Linked DNA regions of Mustela erminea: region 2 is linked to region 1. Evidence: chromatin contacts called from public Hi-C data. All regions are on one chromosome and are shown on one strand. The core of a region is the stretch at or near the end of the contact, and the rest is flanking DNA. Distances in the headings are between cores, read along the strand shown.

Region 1 (4,062 bases), core at 618-3,117:
TCTGTACCAACGTTTCACCTGGTTAGGGTTTTAACTTTCTCACACAGTGAGATGCAAACTCAGCAGTTCATCCCTCTCAGACCTGGAACAACCTGCAGGAGCTGTCTTCCTTACAGTGTGTTCTAATTCATCTGGCCCCATTCCTTAAGCCTCACGGTCCGCATGCATTTGCAGAAAATGCTGATTGTAAATGATGACGCTTTTTAAAAACCAAAATAACAGCACCTAGATTCCTAGTGCTGAGCACATAGGAAGTATTCCACAATGGGTCTGATCATAATTGTAATTATGTAGCACAGGTGTGAGTGGGAATCGTGCAACCCCCCACTGTCCAGTCTTATATGGCTCCCTGAGGTCTGTTAGCAGCTCAGCCCTCCATGAACCCGCAGAGGAAAACCTGCCCCCGGCCCCCTGCTTCAGCAGTTCCACCATGGGCCTCATCAGCTGGGCGGCCCATCTATCAAACAGACAGCATTGCTCTGTGGGCTCTCTACCTAACTGCCCCTAGAAAGGACAGAACCTGCTCCTCTTTTCAGGATGCCAAGGTAAGGCCTGGCAATGGCCCGTGCTGGTTTTTAGCTCCATCCCTTAGTGTGTGAACACCAAGAGAGCTTTTCTACTGCCTGGAACCTCAGTTTACTCATCTATAAAGCAGGCACAGTGGTATCAACTTTGGAAGATTACTGTAAGGTTAAAGACATATAGATGGTAAAGGTCCATGTGAGTAGATGATAGCCTACCTACGTCTTCTGACTGGTTCCATGAGCTCTTTCCACTTCACTGGCTTATGGCACAAACGTGTCCCAGATGCCCAGTCAGTGCCAAGTGTTGTGCTAAGTGCTGGGATTCCGTAGCAGGCCAGATGAGGTCCCCTGCCCTCACACCCCATCACATTTGGGGCAGGTTTCTCTTCTTCACAAAACAAGCACCTGCTTCTTTGCACCTGGACTTTGGTTGTGGTAGTGCAGAGTAAATACAAATCTAAAAAGGAAAAAATTGATTTTTCCATGGTGTAAAAGGAAAAGAGCCTCTCCTTTCCTTTCTTAAAGATCATTTACTCTAGAAAACTTGTAAATTCTTTGTCCTTTTGGAGATGAGTGTAAATATTTTTTAAAAAGCTAAATAGAAAAAAAAAAAAGGAAAAAAAAAAAGTTAAATAGGCCTTTTGCCAGTTCTAAACCAGAAACGTTCTTTCTCAAGGTCCTGGGAGCCATCTCTCTGAAATGTTAACTTTATTTCCAGGAGAACTTGACTTCAAACCCACCTTCTATGGTACCACATGAGAATTCTATTGCAGCTTTGGATAAAGACAATTAGCAAACAAAACAGTCACTCTAATTACCAGGTAAATTTAGGGTGAACTCTGAGTGAAAAAATGTCTGTCCAGTCCTCTAACTTGAGACCATGATGTAGGTGTCGCACCTTCCTTGTCCACATAAAAGCGCGAGATTTCTTGCTGTCTCTGCAATATCTTTAGGGGACCGCCCTCAACTGTTTTCTTCCTCTTCTCTTCCCTTGGGGAGTTTTTGGGGGGTCTGGCAGATTTTGTTTTTCTTTATACTTAACCAACAGTAAAAACCAGGCTGGCTGGAGAGCGCTTTGTTACAATTTGGACAACCTGAACGATGAGCATTAGCGCCTCACCTTCCATCCCTGCATTTTCAGCCGGTGCTGTCCCCGCATCTCCCTGCCGTAGCGCAGATCCCCCATCCGCGGCCACAGCCGAGTCCCGCATCCCTATTTTTAGCTGCCACAACCCTCGTGGCCAAGTGACAGGCAAGCGGGGCGGTGCCCGAGAGCGCCCGGCCCCGCCCAGCCCCACCGCGCCCCGCCCCTGCCGCGCGCGCCCCGCCCCCGTCCCGCCCCCCACGCGCCGGGAGGGAGGAGCCGGGCGCGCCACAGCAGGCGCGCGGAGTCCGAGCCGGTAGCCCGCGCCCTGCGGCCGGCGGCCGGCGGCGATGAAGATCTGGAGCTCGGAGCACGTGTTCGGGTGAGGTCGGGCGGCGGGCCACGGTGGGGTCCGGACCGGCGCCTGCTCCTGCCCCCGCGGCGGCCGAGGAACGGCTGGACCCCAGACCGGGCCCTCGCCGAGCCCGCCCAGCCCCGCGCTGGCCGCTCCCAGACCGCGGCCCTGGCATCCTAAAAAGAGGGGGCAGGCTCTGTCCTTTCTAGGGCGTCGTTAGGTAGAGAGCCGGCGGAGTGGTGCAGTCTGTCTGATGGAGGGGCCGCCTGACTGACGGAGGCCGGTGGTGGGATTGTCGCAGCTCGGGGGCCGGGGGCGGCCTTTCCCTGGGGGGCTGGCGGAGGGCCGAGGCGCGGGGACGGATCTCAGCCACCCGAATGAGGCCGGACGGCGCGGGCCGGCGAGTGCGCTGGGCGGCGGGGCGCGCTGGTGTACTCGGAGGCCCGGGGGCGGGGGGACGCGGCGGGGAGGGGGCCTCGGAAAGTGACAGCCTTCTTTCCTCAGCCCACCCAGGAGCAGGCCCGATCTCGCCTGTACCATGCGCTCTTTGGGGCAGGGCGCGCGGTATCCTAGGGAGAACAGGGGCCTGGGGAGCGGGCCCGGTCCTCTGCTGAGATTGTGCTGTGCCATTGAACCCAGACTCTAAGCTGTGAGCTCGGCAGGAAGCCAAATGTGGAGAAGGCTTGTGGGGGGGTCTTTCATCCTGAATGCACTTGTGGGCATGGAAGGCCTTCAAGCCAGCATGGAAAACGAACTGTTCTAAGAGTACCCTCGTGACCTAAATGGTATCTTCTAAGTCACTTTGGTATGTGACACTATACAATTATCCTTTAAGATTTTTTAAAGGAACACAGATTTTAAAGATTCCTTGATCCCACTTGGAGAAGCATTTTGTTTTGGGGAAAACAAAACAAAACTGCGTGAAGTGAAATTGTCATCCTTTGGCCTTTTTATGTAAAATTATTACAATAAAACTTTATCGAGTGGTTTAAAACCTCTGAAATTATTTCTAATGAAATCTTTAGAGTTTATGAGATTCATTTTGAGTGTTGATTTTTGTATGGTCTGCAGTCTTTCTCAACTGGGCTTCCCTGAGAGATCCGGTGAAAACCCCAGTGAGAATGACTCCAGAGATTCTTTTCTCAATTTTGGAGATAACCGGCACCATCCGAATGCAGAGGGAAGACGTTAAATCATTGAAACTGTGTGCCCAGGCAGTGGGGCTTAGTGTTCTCCCTGAACACCTGAGAAGGACTGCCCTAAAAGTTCTTGAAATGTTGGTTGACAAGCAGAAGTGAATGGTCAGCTATGGAAAGTCACTGTTGATAAACTTCACCCTCATAAAGTGTATGATTCAACAATTCTTAGTCAATTTACAGAGTTGTACAACCATCACCATAGTCTGGTTTCAGAATATTTCCATCATGCTACAAAGACTATTCCCATTCCCATTCCTCATTCCCATTCCCAGGCACCCGCCACTCATTCCCAGCCCCAGGCAACCACTAAGCTGCTGTTTCTATAGATTTGCCTTTTCCAGAAATTTCACCTAGAAGTCGTAATACAATATGTGGTCATTTGTGTCTGGCTTCCTTTACTCGGCACATTTTTTTGAGGTTCATTGGTATGGCATCCTGCATCAGTCCTTCATTCCTTACCTTATTCATTTTGTGTCGCTGATACTCTTCTGGTGCCTGACATACAGTAGGTGCTCAGTGAGGGGGTGAGGAATCTCAAGGAAACCGGGTGCCCTTCCAGAATGAGGGCAGCTGTCCACCAAAAGAATCCCAGGAGGCCCCCAAGTTGCTGTGGACTAGGTGCTGACCATCTGCCATTGGTTTTTGAACAACTGCTGTTGATTTTTGAACTTCATATTGGCAAACGTGGCTGAGGACGGTGGTAGGTAGGCCTTTGTGGCAGACAGGTGGCGAGTGAGGTGTTATTCTGTGACAACAGGCCCTCTGTAGGACAGTATGAAATTGGAAGCCTGGCTTTCTAGCTAGGCTTTATTAATGAGTTTCCGTTTGCTTAGTCCTTAAAATCACTGATCCACCCTCCCCTTCGGGGATTATAAACCTTTCTTTTCCTTTTTATACTTG
Region 2 (4,062 bases), core at 968-3,467, 220 kb after region 1:
AATAAACACATCAAACTAAAAACTATAATAATAAAATAATTTCCAGAGAATTATGAAGAATAGATTTAAATAAGTCAAAGTTCTAAAATGCATTTACCTGACACACACACACACACACACACACACACTTTAATGTTTACGGGAAGTGAAAGAATTGATAACTAAAATCTTGAATGCTTTTTATTTTAATCAATTTAGATAAGGATTTGGATTAAATGTCATTTTACTGACTAATGAATTACATCTTTCACCTTAAGCATTTTGACATTTCCATCAACTTTCTAAAAGTGAGGGCGGATTATTTCTCTATGTTTTTAATATACTTGCCTCTCAAAAGACTGAAATATATAAAAACTGATAGGAGAAACCTATTATCAATCCCCTCATCATCATTTCCTCTCTGAGTAAGCGCTAGCTACATAATAATGTGTAGGTGATAATCTTGAAGAATTTACATTGGACAATAACCTAACTAAAACCCATTTTATGTTTATCTGACATCCTGTCAACTTTTGACTTGACAAGCCTGTTTTCTCATTGCAACAAATTTTAACACACAGGTAAATGGTAGCTATTTTTAACTTTCAAGAGCTAGAAATCATTATTTCGTCTCCTCCTGTTTCTCCCAAAATAGCAACATTCTCTTCGGGGCTTTTTATATTTCCAAACTGAAGGCATTTGTTACCAAATTAAAAAAAAAAAATACTATTAGCTGACTACTCATTCCGAAAGGTGTAATTTTCCTGACAGCAGAATTAACTATCCTTGACGAGATCTCACGTGAACCTTTCCTAGCACCTACCACATCACAAGTAAACAGCCCTGGCATGTAAGTATGTATACATAGCTTATCATGAAAAGGACCCAACCCACTCCATTTCCCAAACAAGACGGGGGCAGCTGTCCTATGACAGTCTGTGCAATTACCAGCACCTTGGGGAGGTCCGCGGCCCTACTCGGGGGGCGCAGGCCCGCCCGGACGCCCTTTTCACAACCCCTCTTTGTGCCGCTGCCCGTCCCCCCAGCCCCTGTTCTGACCTACGTGGAGCCCCGGCTAGACCACAGGGCCAGCACCACCACCCCCCGCCCCCCGCCGGCCCCAGGCCCTGCTCCTCCCGGCTCTCCCTGGGGAGGTGGGCGTTCGCCGGGCGGAAGGGCAGGACCCAGGCATTGCGAGGGAAAAGGGGGGCCGCGGTGGGGGTCCTCCTGTCGGAGGTGGGGGGCGCACAGCTGAAGGGCAGGGCCCAGGAAGACGAGGGAGAAAAATGGGGCCGCAGGGGGGTTCTCCCATGGGAGGTGGGGGTCGCGGGGCGGAAGGGCCTGGCCGGGGGCGTCCAGGGAAAAGGGGCCGCGGAGAGGGGTCTCGGTGGAGTCGCAGGTCGGCGGCCTCACCCGTGGCGGGGGGCGGCTCTCCCGCGTCGTCGGGCGCCAGGGTGACGGTGCCGTCCCTCCAGACGCGGATCTGCGCGGCTGAGCGCACGCGGCGACGGGGCTGGCGGCGGCCGGCGTCCGCGGCGCGCAGGGAGCCGCAGCACTGGTAGCACACGGCCCACGCCTGCTCCTCGTTGATGGGCTGGTTGTAGAGCCGCAGGATCTCCTCCAGGCTCAGCGCGTCCGGCGGGCCGCCAGCCGCCCCGGAGTCCGGAGGCCCCTCGCCGCCCGCCGGCTCCGCCCGGGGCTCCCCGCCGCCCGCCGGGCCCGCCGGCTGAGCCATCCCGCGGGTCGGCGCTGCGCTCGGCCGCCGCGCCGTGTGCCGGCGTCTCTTCAGCTCCGGAGCATCGTCTCGGCGCGCCGCCGCCTCCTCATCCCCGGAACCGCCCCGCCCAACCTGGCCGCACGCGCCGCCGTGGGGGACCAGGCGGGGGACTGGGCGAGGGCCCGGCTGCCGTGGGCGAGCGAAGAGCGGCGAGGACGCCGCGGCCGTCCTGACCAGGCCGCCGCTGCCGCCGGCCCGTAGCGACGCGATGGCGTCCGCCGGCCCCGCCCCGCGCCTCGCCGCGCGCTCAGGCCCGGGGCCGCGGAGCCGCCCCGCCAAGGGTCCGCACGGCCCGCAGCTCGGGTGTGCGCTCCGTGGCCAAGCTGACCGCGCCGACCGCAGCGATCCCCCGCCGCGCTGGGAGGCCACTGGCGCTGGATTCCCCCAGGAACTGACTCGCTGGGAGGCTAATTTGGAGTTCGGACCCAGCCTGTAGCAAATTCCTAATAAAGGTCTCTGAAACCGCTCCGGCTTCCCCCGCCGCCGCGCCTGCTCCCGCCCACCCCCGGGCGGTCGGCTGGGCGCGGGTCCTGCGCCTCTTTCAAGCCTCCACACGGTTTCTCCTGACCAGCCGACTTCGTACTGCCCCCGGCCTCGCTCCTTCATCATCCCCCGGATCCTCCTCTGCTCTTTTTGGGGTAGTTGTCGCCATCGATATACCGTATAATTTACTTAGATGCACTGTTTATTGAATAGGTCCTCCCATTTTCATTGTAAGCTCCCTGAGGACAGGGACCTTTATGGGGTTTGCTCACTGACTTCTCCCAAGTGCGTAGATGAGGGCCTGGGATATAACCATGTTGTAAATAATTTGTAGACATTAGGTTCAGCGTCCTTCCGGATTCATTTTGTAACGTTCGCACAACTCCTCCCTAAGGATGTCTCCAGTGATCACACTCATCATAGTCCAGTGAGCCCAGTATGTTCAGACGATGTGGAATTAGTATCAGAGTGGCAACATTGAACTGAGGGGAACAAGCCGTAGAAGAAAAGAAATACTGCACTCCCCAGAACCTCGCTGACTTCATTAAGTTATGCAATATAACATCATTCTTAGATAAAATAATCACTCATTGGTAAGCGAATTTAATTGGTAACTTTCCATTCTGAGGCTAGTGCTAAGAACCAGAGAGAGTTTAAAGTATCAATCGAGTAAGAAATTTACAGTAATTACCAATTAAACTTTTAAGGCAGCTTTGTGTGTAATATTAGATCCCACACTCTTAACCATTGCATCTTGCACTAAAAATTACAAGAGTCTATTACCAATGCTTAAGATATCACAGTACATACAGCAGTAGTAGGGAGAAGAGAGAAAAGCAAAAGGTATTTTAAAAGAGTAAGGAATTGAAAGGGGGAGAAAAAAGCTTCTTCCTAATCACCTTATTATAATTTCACTACAAGAGATACAAAAAAAAACCCTTAAGCAATATTATAGGTTCATAATCCCATTGTAAAAATGCCCCTATGTGTGCCAAATCTTGAGAAGAAAAGCCTAATTCCTTATATGATACAGATCGGATGGATAGATATGGATATATAGATACATAAAATCTTTTGATTGAAAAACTGGGAAAACATATCCAAATTTTGCTACCTTAAAAGTTTAGATTCTGTGTGAATTCTGAAAATACAGAGGGCTTTAAAACAGTTTGAACAATGAACAGCTAAACGGTCTACTCTTGTGGACAACACTACCATCTCGTGGCCTTATGGGATATTGCTGTTCCATTGCACTTGGACAACTACAACAAAAATCACTTATGTATTTGTCCTTATCTTTACTCCCTCCACAAAACACAAGTCAAATGAATTAATCAACTAATGAATCCATGAGCCAGTCCCTTGCTACTCCTGGTACAGGGCAATAAATAAATTTCCAAGTAAAGGTAACTGAAAGGAAGAAGGAAAGAAGTGGACATGAAGAAAAAGAAAAATCCAAATTTCACCTGAAATGTTATCGTTAAAAGATGTATTCTTTAAAACAAATTCACAACAGAAAGAGTTTTTCCTTTCTTTTTAAAAAAGATTTTATTTATTTATTTGAGAGAGAGAGCATGAGGGGGGGAGGGTCAGAGGAAGAAGTAGATGCCCTACTGAGCATTAGCGGGATTAGCTGAAGACGGTTGCCTAACCAGCTGAGCCACCTAAGTGCCAAGATTCTTTCCTTTCTTAAGTGATAATTTTTAAATATACATTTTGGGAAGAAAAACAATATGGCATTGAATCACAGGAAGGTTATATAAAATAGGGCTTTCCCCCCCCCCCCCCGGATACAAACTCATGACTGATATACTGTATTTAAA

What was found. Hi-C and Micro-C count contacts between places; a contact is called where the count stands out from the background.
Region 2: a contact with region 1 is called in a Hi-C map of fibroblasts, with 7 times the contacts expected there. The contact joins the promoter of SPIRE1 here to the promoter of PRELID3A in region 1. A contact is called at or near these places in 3 of 3 Hi-C or Micro-C datasets (fibroblasts, skeletal muscle and spleen).

What each region holds. Positions count from the first base shown.
Region 1 is chr13:60,403,433-60,407,494 of mMusErm1.Pri, forward strand. It overlaps PRELID3A (PRELI domain containing protein 3A), which reads left to right and starts at 1,868. Exons shown (of 6, transcript XM_032310761.1): 1 at 1,868-1,990. The coding sequence starts at 1,959.
Region 2 is chr13:60,624,147-60,628,208 of mMusErm1.Pri, forward strand. SPIRE1 (protein spire homolog 1) reads right to left here and starts at 2,218. Exons shown (of 18, transcript XM_032309249.1): 1 at 1,393-2,218. The coding sequence starts at 1,714.